2 separate regions of the Zea mays genome follow, and region 1 is linked to region 2. The links are chromatin contacts, called in public Hi-C maps. All regions are on one chromosome and are shown on one strand. The core of a region is the stretch at or near the end of the contact, and the rest is flanking DNA. Distances in the headings are between cores, read along the strand shown.

Region 1 (5,804 bases), core at 3,218-5,717, 130 kb before region 2:
AGGATCGCAGGAGGAAGTACCAGTGGGGATTGTCGAGGAGCTGCCATGAATTCTTGTGGAAGAGGGTGAACCCAAAGCCGAAGCTTAGGAGTGTCCTGATCACCGCCCCAGTTCCTTCGAGAAAGGCGAGCCCCAACATCTAACTTCCTATATTTACAATATTTTAATTTATGCACTGTCTACCTATATTGTTGCATTAGGTATAGGAGTTGATTGAAACCAATTCATGCATTCACCTTGATCTATTGGTTATCTTGTCCTTGTCACCTATTTAAATTAAGCACACTTTAATGCTTAGGTCTACTTAGACGGTAGAAGTTGGGTGATTGCCTGTCACCTGCGAGATTTAGGTGATTTCTTATGCTTGATCGGAAGAAGTTGATGGGTAATATCCATGAGGAAAAATAAAGGTTTAAGATGAGACCGGGTGGACTCTTATGGGTGCCATGTAGGGCATAGTGAACCTGCATGTGTCGATTAAGGATCGTATCGTTGTGGTCCCTCGAGTCATGTTGAATTTATGCCTATTCACTTAGCTGGTCGGATAACTCGTTCTGACCGTGAAGCCAGAACATCATTCCAGTCGGATTCGACCTTACGGGTGCACCTACTGGTGTGGTTGAGGAGTGACGGGGACACGGCGAGATGACCCATGGTGGATGGTACGCCCTAACACTCTGGTAGTCGGGCGGTCCCTGGGTATGGTGACCCCTGTGGAATCCAAGATGTGCAGCAAGGCTACTACTGGAATGTGTGCAGTGGTGATTGTATCTCACAAAGTACTGTGGGTACGATTTGTGATAGGAGTACCCACCAGCTAGTTAGGAAACGATTCGAATCGCCATCGCTTCTGGATAGTGAGCACTTGACCTGAGCTATCTCATCGTAGTAAGAACTACATCTTAAGATTTGTTGAATGGATAAGAAAGGGTGTTAATTCCAGTTATGCCTAAGGGATAGGATAGTTGATGTGATGACTTGATTCAACACTCTCAACTTGGTTATTCTCTAAATGGGTAACTAGATATACTTCAAGTGGGGTATGGATCACTTAGAAAATCAGGTGCAAAACTTAGTTCGCAGCAAAGTAGGTATTAATCCTAACCTGCTAAAATGGAGTAATTAAATTTATAAATGCCCCCTCAAGTTATTAAGAACCTCTTTAACTCCTGTTACTCTTGAAAAGCAAAGAGCCACTCCAGATATAGCCTTGCATACTCTTTGGAGTCTTTCACTTTCTTATTTTCTAGTTTTGGACGGGTCACTCTAGCTGAGTACATTTTAGTACTTAGGGTGCTATTCCCAATGATTTGTTGTAGATGGTCAGATGTACTACAGGTACTGTGAGCACTGCTTATACCCAGCTACGGGAGATGACTAAGCCCAGGGTAGGCTTTTCTGATTCTCGTCTCATGCTTTTGGTGGGTTGACATCCTAATCTTAGCACAGTTTCATCAAACCCTACAGGTGTTGTGGGTACTAGTTCAATAAATGCTTTCACAAAAACTTATCACTTCGGTGATGCTACTTGGAGTTATTTGTGGCCTGTGTGCCTCCCTTGTTGTAATAACTCTATATACTCTGATCTATGTTAAAAACTCTGTGGAATGTTGTAACACTTGATGCAGCGATTGTCAGTTCATTACGATCTTGGTTGCGAAGGAAAAGTTTTGAAATCCTTCACGATTTTGCTAGACCCTAGGTTTATATGGGCTCAAGTGTGAGGTAATCACTGTGTGGCAAGTGGTTTGCACACTTGATCTCTTATAAATCTGGTCAGGTCGCCACATCTGGCGTCATCAGTCCTATCGAGGGGGTCCGAACTCGCGGGCGCAGCTCTTGAGCGTCTCCCCCTCTAGGACACGTGGCGGCCTCGGACCTATCTCTGTGCGAGTTCGGGTCTGACGTCATCAGTCCCGTACAGGGGGTCCGGACTCGCGGGCGCAACTCCCGAGCGTATCCCCCTTGGGATACGTGGTGGCCCCGGACCTATCCCTATGTAGGTTTGGGTCTAACGTCATCAGTCCCGTAGAGGTGGTCTGGACTCGCGGGTGCAGCTCCCGAGCGTCTCCCCTTAGGACACATGGCGGGCCTAGACTTGTCGCTACGAGGGTCCAGGTCTGACGTCATTAGTCCTGTCGAGGGGTCTGGACTCGCGAGTGCATCTTTCGAGCGTCTCCCCCTTTGGGACACGTGGCGGCCCTGGACATATCCATGCGTGGGTCTAGGTCTAACGTCCCAAGTCCTGCTCAGGGGGATCCAGGCCCATGAAAGCAAACTCCTAAGCATCCCTTTAGTAAAAATATTTTTTCAACTCCGGATTCATTTTTAAGAGTCTCGAGCCAATTATGCCAAAATTGGCTTGAGCCTTGGTGGCTTGTGGGGGATAGATACCCCTTGGGTCATCAAGACACAAACCCACTTCATAGGCCACCTAGAAGGCCCCCAATAAGGCTCTAAGGGACACATCGTGGGCCTCGGCAGGAGGTAACTGAAGCTGGCTTAGACTCCCACGCGTGAGCAATAAGGCCAACTCAATGTTGCATGACTCGGCCTCATGCAAGGTGGGTGCGAGCTTTGCGGGAGAGGCCAACGTGCGACCGGAAGATTCAACGCAATTGTAGCAGGTAGTGGATAGACTCGCATGAATGTTTTGATCTGTATTGGGACATCTCCTTGGCTGGCTATATAAGGCTGAGTGGTACCCCTACAAAAGGGTTAGACCTCGCTAGGTCACAAGAGGACCTTCATTTCCTACCTTCAGCAATCCCTTGTAAACCGTCAAACTCAGAGCAATACAACCTCCAGAAACCCACAAAATATATGGTATTACGCCCCATGGTGGCCCAAACTTGTATAATTCATTGTGTTCCGCCGTGCCCTGCATGAACCATCAAACTGTGATCGACATCGCCATCCTCCCAAAAGCACTGCGTGATACGCCCCGTAGTGCGTCGTCGATCCTCAACTCATCACCTTGAATTGCTCAATGTTTATTTCTGAATGTCTGAAGTAAGCCTTGAATTGTTGAATATTTCTTCCGTAAAATTTTAAAAACGATGAATGTGTGAAGTAAACCTTGAATGGTTGAATAATTATTTTTGTTGTACGTTTTAGTAAACCTTAAATGGTTGAAGTAAACATTGAATAGTTGAAGTACACCTTGAATGACTAGTTTTTGTTACTACTGTACGTGGAAGTAAACCTTAAATGGATAAATATTTATTGTTGCGCGCTAAGGGCGGCAGGCGAATCAACCCGTTTAACACGTGTGAGTCCATTTTAGTTCCTGTTCGACTGGTCCCTGGTCCACTTAATTTCCTCGTGTGGTTGGTTCAATGGTGGATTGGTCCAATTAGACCTTTTGATCTAGGGGTCCATCACATTGGATGATGAATAATCTGTGTGTGTATGGTTGATGTATATACATAGATTTAGAGATGGCAATGAGGCGAGAAGGGGACGGGGACCAGCCCATTGTACCCGCCTAGTTCCCAAAAACCCATTCCTTGTCCCTGTCATGTTTAGCTTAACAAGGACAAACTCATCTCTATCCTCATCCCTGTGGATTCCCGTTTCCCATTTAGGGCCCCACATCGTAACACAAAAAAAAATACTTATTCCATGATAAAAAAATAAAAATATATCATTATTTAAAGACAACAAGACAAAAATAAATTTAAAATAACTAACAACTTTATAATATAAATCATGTTGCTTGTTGTGGTTTCTTGTAGGAGCTTTGGCAGATGACTAACACCCCGTTAGTCCCGTGGGAGAGAAACCGTCCATGTGCCTGTCCCAAACAGGTCGGATTCCCACGGCCCCCCGCCCCCACATAGAATTTTTCCGTTCCTACTTGGACTAGTGACTGTGATAGAATCAAGTAAATATTATTGTATCATATAGACAATATATAATTATATGTGACTATATTTATGTATGTTACTATAGTTGATTATGATCAGCTAATATTTAGTAGTAATACGATAGCAAAAAAATAAAATTTTCAAAATATCTTTGTGGTACTATACCGTCTCTGAAAAGTGTTTCTCCAGAGACAGCAGTTGCATAAATAGTTTTTTTAAATACCGTATGTGAAAATATATTTGCATAAATAGTTTTTTTGTAAACAAAACCGTCAGCCATTGTAAAAAAAAACATTTACACGGGTAGTTGATACTTTTTCACTGGCTCTTTACGCCGCCGGAAGCCATTAGTGAAAATATGTGCCTGAAGAGTAGGAGTATAGTAAAAAAAAATAGATTTTAGAACTTTATAGACGAGAGCTTTCGCGAAATCCTAATCCCGATGACACCTGCATTGACATACTGACAGCGCAGCATGAGGCGCGCGCGTCCTACGAGTCCTGGTCCGGCGCATTGCACCGGCAGTCCGACTCCGTCCGTCAGTAGCTACAGTCCCACCACGTCGCTGCGGGGTGTTCCCGAGTCCAGTGGACCTGACCTGACCCAGGTTGCCACCCGCCCACCCGGCTGGCCGACACGTACGCGTGGCGCCGTGGCCCGGTCGGCCGGTCGTGAAATCTGGAACGTGGCGGTCGACGCGCGCGCACGTGTTGTTTCCGTGGGACGCAAGCAAGCTTCCAGCGAGTTTGGTAGTAGCACGTGTTGTTTCCGATCAAGGAGCCAAGGAGGGAAGCAAAGCAATCCATCAAGCTGGCGCTGCCATCTCACACTGATCGTTTTGCAACCCGACGCGATCGAGCAGACCCACCACCAGTTCACATGCTGCCGCAGCCGTGGGGTGGTTGCGCTCTGACTTTGACGACTGAGGCGGGGCGGGCGTCGGAGACTCTGCACCTGCGCGCCCGAATTTTTTGTTTTTGAGTCCTTTTTGTGTTAAAAATTTCCAATTAGACCCCCAGAAAATTTAAATGCAATTTTGGACCCATTTCTCGGCGCCATTGGCTATGGCGCTGAGTTTACACATCTCGGCGCCATAGATCTTGGCGCCGAGCTACCTGCCGCGCTGTCGTCCACGAGCTGACGCGGCGTCGACGTGGCACCGAGCTCGGCGCCAAGATCTATGGCGCCGAGCTCGAATATATAACCACAAAGCTTGTCTAGCTTAGTTGGCAGAGCGCAAGGCTCTTAACCTTAAGGTCGTGGGTTCGAGCCCCACCGTGAACATATTTTTTTGTCTTTGTCACTGATTTGTTTTTTTATTGTCCAGATTTTTTCGTTTATGCCGCTGATTTGTCCGTGCGTTCAATATTTTTTTGTCTTTGTCACATTTTTTTCTGCAGTTCCTAGATTATGTGTTGTGTCTCTGTCGTCATGCATACTTACTCATCTGCACTGGCTGGCTGCAGAAACCTTAATTATTAGTTTTTTTTTCTCCGGATGCATGGATCGACGACACTGCAGGGCTAACACACAAATCATGCATGTGCATAGTACACCGATGGATATGCATGGATCGGATGGAGAGTGATGCTACTAACTAGTTGATGGAATGGAAGAGCTATCAACCGATCAGTGATGGTCTAGTTTTGCAGCAGTAGTTCATCAGAATTCATTCAATTCAAAAGGGAGGGAAAAGGATGAACATCTAGCTTACAAATAATACACTAGTACGTAGCTAGCTAGTGCACCAATTAGTGGAGTCTGAGGCGGGAAGCATCGAATTAAAAAGCACGAACAAATCAGCGGCATAAACAAAAAAAATCTGGACAATAAAAAATAAATCAGTAACAAAGACAAAAAATATTGAACGCACGGACAAATCAGCGGCATAAACAAAAAAATCTGGACAATAAAAAACAAATCAGTGACAAAGAC
Region 2 (6,108 bases), core at 195-2,694:
TGCGTCACACTTGGATCCTTGCCTTCTGTCAAGCCGAAGGTACAAATGTAATTCAATATTGTTCTTATTCATCTTTGATGATATAATAAAGATATATTTATGATGTCATATGATTATTCATGTTATTTCTCATGTTTCATATGCTTCTTCTTCTTCCATTAACATATACTGTAATCATGAAGGTACATCCTTCATGACCTTTGTCCGAAGATCGTTATATCTTAAGGGAAATAATGCTTCGAAGGACGAATGACATTAACCATTAACCTATTTTTGTGTTGCCTTGTTCTTAATTCATAGCATTTGAGAACAAGTCTCTAACAAGAACAGTATATGATTTTTTAAACATAAAAAATTAATGAAAAATATTAAATAACAACGTTATAGTGTATAGAGGGAGCTGAATAGGGGGAATGGCCGGAGACATCATATAGGTGGGGTGTATTTTTGAGGTAGATGTTGTAAAATATAATAGAAAGTACATATAGAAAGAAAAATATATGAGAATGGTTGAAGATGGTCTTATCGCTCCCTTATTCGAAGGGGTGTAGGTGAGTAGGTCGGCTCATGCCAACAAGGGTGGATATGAGGGACGTCAAGGCTATCTTCAATAGCTCTCCTATTTTATTTTTTATCTCACCTCCTATATTAAACTTTAGTGTATAAATAATACTCCCTCTATTCTAGAATATAAGTTATTCCAAGATTCTTGGAGAGTCAAAGTTTTTCAAATTTGATCAAATTTATATAATGAAATAATAACATTTACGATATCAAATGTGTACCATTAGATTCTCTATTAGATATATTTTCATATTATATTTATTTCGTGTCATAAATCTTTATGATTCTCGCTATGCTTTTGGTCAAACTTTAAAAACTTTGACTCTCTAAGAATCTTAAAGTGACTTATATTTTAAACTGGAGGGAGTATTATTTACAGTATAAGATAATATTTTGTATGACCATACAACCTAATCTGCGCGAAAATAGCACCAAGAGAAACAGAATGCAACCTCATACATATTTTTCTGTTCGTTTTTCTCCTTGTTGTGTGGGCTGGGACCTGGGAGTGGGTCCTCACTCCTCCCCTCTCTCTATCATCACCCTTCTTCCGCTGGAATTCGTGTCATAAATCTTTATGATTCTCGCTATGTTTTTGGTCAAACTTTAAAAACTTTGACTCTCTAATAATCTTAAAGTGACTTATATTTTAAACTAGAGGGAGTATTATTTACAGTATAAGATAATATTTTGTATGACCATACAGCCTAATCTGCGCGAAAATAGCACCAAGAAAAACAGAATGCAACCTCGTACATATTTTTCTGTTTGTTTTTCTCCTTGTTGTGTGGGCTGGGACCTGGGAGTGGGTCCTCACTCCTCCCCCTCTCTCTCTATCATCACCCTTCTTCCGCCGGAAGGAAAAGAGAAAAACACACACTCTCTTTCCGAGCTCTCTCGCTGTCTCTCACCCAGCCGCCACCATGTCAGGCCTCTACAACCAGGGCTTCTCCCCTGCAAGAACCCTCTCCCCCCAGATTAGGAGCAACCCCGACGCTGATAGGTACTAATTTCTCATCGGATTACTTGCTGCTAATATTTGATCCAAGATCCAACGATTGCTCCGTTTCCGCGCTTCCTTCCCTCTCCCCACGATTGATTGGGGCGGTGCGCTGACGGTACCGTCCCTGCTTGCTTCCTCCGCAGCCAGTACTTGGCCGAGCTTCTCGCCGAGCACCAGAAGTTGGGGCCATTCATGCAGGTGCTGCCGATATGCAGCCGGCTGCTCAACCAAGGTGAGTTCATTTTTTAATCCCTCGCTTGCTCACTGTTGCTTGCCGATTGGTGGAAAATCTCGTGCCCTTTCGCCTCAGAGGGGGTTCCTCTGCAATCGGGACTGGGGAAATGCCCGGCTTCAATGCTCGGATGGCTGCCGATCTTTTTCGGCAGGTTATATGCTGGGGCGCTTGGTAGAGTTACCAAGCCGCCATCTGATTTGTCTTATTGTCCCTGATTCGGGATTGGGTTTGGCCTTTAGGTGATATAGCGGATTGTTTTGATTCTCTTGCTACCAGGTTTGGTAATGAGTTCTTAGTTCATACTAGTTTATCCACCATCAGTGATCAAGATGACTGAAAACAGCTTAGGGCCCCATTGATCAGGGGATGTTTATATAAGGGATGCAATCAGTTGTTCATTCCATCCTCATGTCTTGCATTATGCAGAGTAAAATGACAACTTAGTTGAACTGCATTGCATATTGATTATTATCATGTTTAATAAAAATACTATTTTTTCCATTTGAGGAAACCATCTGCAGGGCTACACACTCTGCTATCTATAACCTATTATTTGAGATGTTTCTTATCCTTTTTTATGCGTGGTGCTATTATGACACCTATGTTAAACCAACTTATTATTTCTTCTTTTCTGACTACTAACTCTGCTATTTTTCTTTTCTTCCGTTATTTGTGTCACATAGAAATCATGCGGGTGTCAAGCATGGTTCATGACCATGGATTTAGTGATCTTGACAGACGCCGGTTTAGAAGTCCTAGCCCTATGTCTTCACCGATTGTCCGGCCTAATCTACATGGAAATGGTTTTGGTCCTTGGAATGGGATGCACCAAGAGGTAGGCGTAAATATTAATCGCTGAAATAAGCTTCCTTTTGTTAACATGTTTCTTTTAACATTTTGATAGCAGGGACAAAATCATGGATATAATGCTCTATAAAATGTAATAAAGAAAAAAAAACTCAGCCTTGGGGAAGACCTCTCCAGGGTGTTGCACTGGACCATGTATTTCACTGTGTAGTGGCAAGTTTTTTTTATCCAAGCCCAGAGAATCTGCTCCCACAGGGAGTGGACCCAGGCCTGCTGGATGCTACTAAGGCACTACAACCACTAGACTGCAGGCCTTATAATGTTCTGTAGTGAAGATACTTAAGTCCTAGAGGGTATGTCTATGCCATATATTGTAATGGGTACGTTTAATATAACAGAGATTGGGCTTTCCTCCTCCTGGAACAAGTATGGACTGGCAAGGAGCACCACCGAGCCCTGGCTCTTATATTGTCAAGAAGATCATGCGCTTGGAAGTTCCCGTCGACTCTTACCCTAATGTACTGCCTTCCAAAACATGTGCAATTTATCCTTCAGTATTAAATGATATTTTAGTTCTATTTTTTTTTCTGTAGTTCAACTTTGTGGGACGCATTCTAGGGCCAAGGGGTAATTCTCTAAAGCGAGTTGAATCATCAACTGGCTGCCGTGTTTTTATTAGAGGGAAGGGTTCCGTCAAAGATACAGAAAAGGTAACCAAATATTGTATTGCTTAATTGCACCCCACTTATATGTTTGTGTACTTATGATATCTTAAGTTTAGCAAGGTTTTATAGCTAGATAGGTGAATGAGCTTCTCTATTAATGTATTGTCTGTCAAGAAACTCTACGAACTGCATGCCACTTCGGTTTTCTTGGCTGATTGCTTGTACTAGCGTTGTTTACCTAGTCTTGCTTGTCATTTCTGACATAGATTAGACATCGGTATTCATGATCAGAAAATACGATCTAAGCCTTTTCCCCCCTTTACGGTTAAATGTTAACTAAAAAGGGTATAAGGAGTTAAGGGCCTACACAATTTTGGACCAACTTTTGAATAAAAATAAATAAATGAATGCTTACTTAGGCAGCACTTGCTATATATTTTATTAGATCTTGTTGGCTTGGCAGTTGGGACAGAGTGACATAATGTCCTGCTCAAGATCCAGATACCTTCATGCTCATGGGACCCTGAGAAAGAGCAGTATTATGCTGACTAATAGCAGTAGGCCACTTATCTTAGGGAAAATTTTGGAGGAATTTTGCCATTTTTTGCACTCTCCATTTCTTTCTCTATCCTTCTATCAAAGAATCATTAGTTTGTCCATTTTTGTTTTATGGCACAAATTCAAACCATATAGTGTTTCAGTTATACACTTATTGTTTTCTCGTGGCCATTAAATCTAAATTGTTTATAACATAGAGCTTCAATGAATTGAGGCAAAAACGAGAAGTCCATAATTTCATTTGCAATGGCGTTTTTTTGTTGTTGCTTACCATGTCCAAATGTAAAATTTAGGATTCTTTAGTGATAATGGAATTTTTTATTTCTTTTTCCATGGTTTCGATATTTGCCTTTTGATTGATAGCATTGAGTTGAGATGAAAACAGGGTTGTCCAAAGAGAAAGGATTGAGGAAGAAAAGTTTGATATCTTTATCTTATAGCTATTTAGCATGCTGAATCATGCTTCATGCTTTTGGCATTTTCACATTAATATTTAATTGTAGCACTATAGAAACTTTAACTTTATTATAATTTGTTGGAAACAGTTGCTGACAGGTTGGCTCTCTGGCCACTGGAGTATTTGTTGTTGCTCTAGAAAGTTCATAGAAGTCCTTTTTTTGTTATGTATTGATCATAAGATATTGTTTAACTCTACTTCTTCAGCGTTGGCCATGTTTGGCTTATGCCTTCTAATACGACGTAAGACAGCTTGTTTCCACTTCTTGAAAATTCTCTAGATAAAAAACAGGTTTTTTTTCCGCAAACAAGCTTTTTCTCTAGTCCCTTTTATCTCTCCTCTCCCTTGCATCTCACGTGACAGCTGTTGGCAGCACATCAACACTAACAGCACCCCCCCCCCCCTTCCATCAGCTTCCTCCAATGTGCCATGACCGTGACCTAGACTTTGGTAACTTTCAAATAGTAACATTTCGTTATTTCTTATGGTCAGATATGTTCAGTTACTGCAAGTCAATTCCATGTGAAGCTCCAGCACTGCTTGTGTTTTCTTCTTGTTATGGATTGTGGATATGTTTTAGGATCAGTCTTACCTCTTTAACTTGTTCTAATTCTAGTTACATCATTCTTACAACAATCAAGAAGTCATATTTCCCCTTCCCATCATTCACTTCTGCTTAGCTAGGGTACACATTTTGTTTTTGTTACTTTAGGAGGACAAACTTAAAGGAAAACCTGGGTATGAACATCTGAACGAGCCACTGCATATATTAATCGAGGCTGAGTTACCAGCGAACATTGTTGATACAAGACTGAGACAGGCACAAGAAGTCATGGAGGAATTGCTAAAGCCAGTGGTAAGTTTTTCTAGTGTACAATAACCGTACTGTGACACTCTTATTTCAACTGCCCTATGCTGTGGAAGGATTACATGATCCATGCATCAATCTAATAATATTTGGGTATTTATCACTTCAGGTATCTGTCTAACTCATTTTTACATCGTAAGTCACTATTACAGGCTAATGGTGTCAAGCTTGTATCAGTTAGTATCTAGTGACAACTAGCAGCTAGCCCTATGTTGTTTTGTCTTGTGTATCTATTCCAACAGAAGTCAACAACAAAAGGAAATGTATATCCTAAAATATGAAGCATTCATACTTTCGCCTATTAGATGGGCAACTGCATGTAAATCATGAATTTCCCTTTGGTAAAATCAAATGGCATTTTGGGGTGCATGTACCTATTATTTCTAAAACATTGTCCAGCTGTCTCTTTGTGCATGTAAATTGGGCATACCAAGGTTCATGGGTAAATTTGTCTCGAAGGATGCTATAGTACTATGATACCGAATGGTTAAGATACATTGTCATGCTCGATTATATCACCTCTTTGTCCGTGACTTGTGGGAGCATTATTTGGTTCTATAGAGAAGGTATACACATTGTCATTTACTTGCAAGTAGTCCTTTTAAAAAAGCCAGAGAAGAAAATGCCGTACCGAATCTCTGAGTGCCATTGGCTTAGCTTAGCTTAGCTTTAGCCTGTTGTGGCTAAGAGAGCGATTAATATTGTTTTCACTCAATGTTTCTGTAGAGTGTTTTTCCCCACTTCGCAGTCAGTTCTCAGGCCTTGTATGCATGCATTTCACTCAATGTTTCTGTAAAGCGTTTCCAGGCACACCTTGAGTCCAGATCTCAAATTGTGTTGCCCTTCGATGCAGGACGAGTCACAAGATTTGTACAAGAGGCAACAGCTGAGGGAGTTGGCTATGCTAAACTCTACTCTGAGAGAAGACAGTCCTCACCCTGGAAGTGTCTC

Evidence for each region. Hi-C and Micro-C count contacts between places; a contact is called where the count stands out from the background.
Region 1: a Hi-C map of tassel shows a contact between it and region 2, with 2.6 times the contacts expected there. The contact joins the enhancer-like site here to the promoter of LOC100272497 in region 2.

Annotation. Positions count from the first base shown.
Region 1 is chr2:163,496,049-163,501,852 of Zm-B73-REFERENCE-NAM-5.0, reverse strand. No RefSeq gene overlaps it. Among protein-coding and RNA genes, the nearest start is that of LOC100280247, 35 kb to the right of the region's middle. Within about 2 kb of position 4,467, at least 17 of the 20 cell types and tissues checked have an H3K27ac peak or open chromatin away from gene starts, as enhancers often do. A contact at or near this core is called in tassel, where this site is marked.
Region 2 is chr2:163,359,756-163,365,863 of Zm-B73-REFERENCE-NAM-5.0, reverse strand. LOC100272497 (KH domain-containing protein SPIN1) reads left to right here and starts at 1,444. Exons shown (of 7, transcript NM_001146966.1): 1 at 1,444-1,567; 2 at 1,711-1,799; 3 at 2,486-2,637; 4 at 3,008-3,127; 5 at 3,203-3,319; 6 at 5,002-5,145; 7 at 6,011-6,108. The coding sequence starts at 1,488.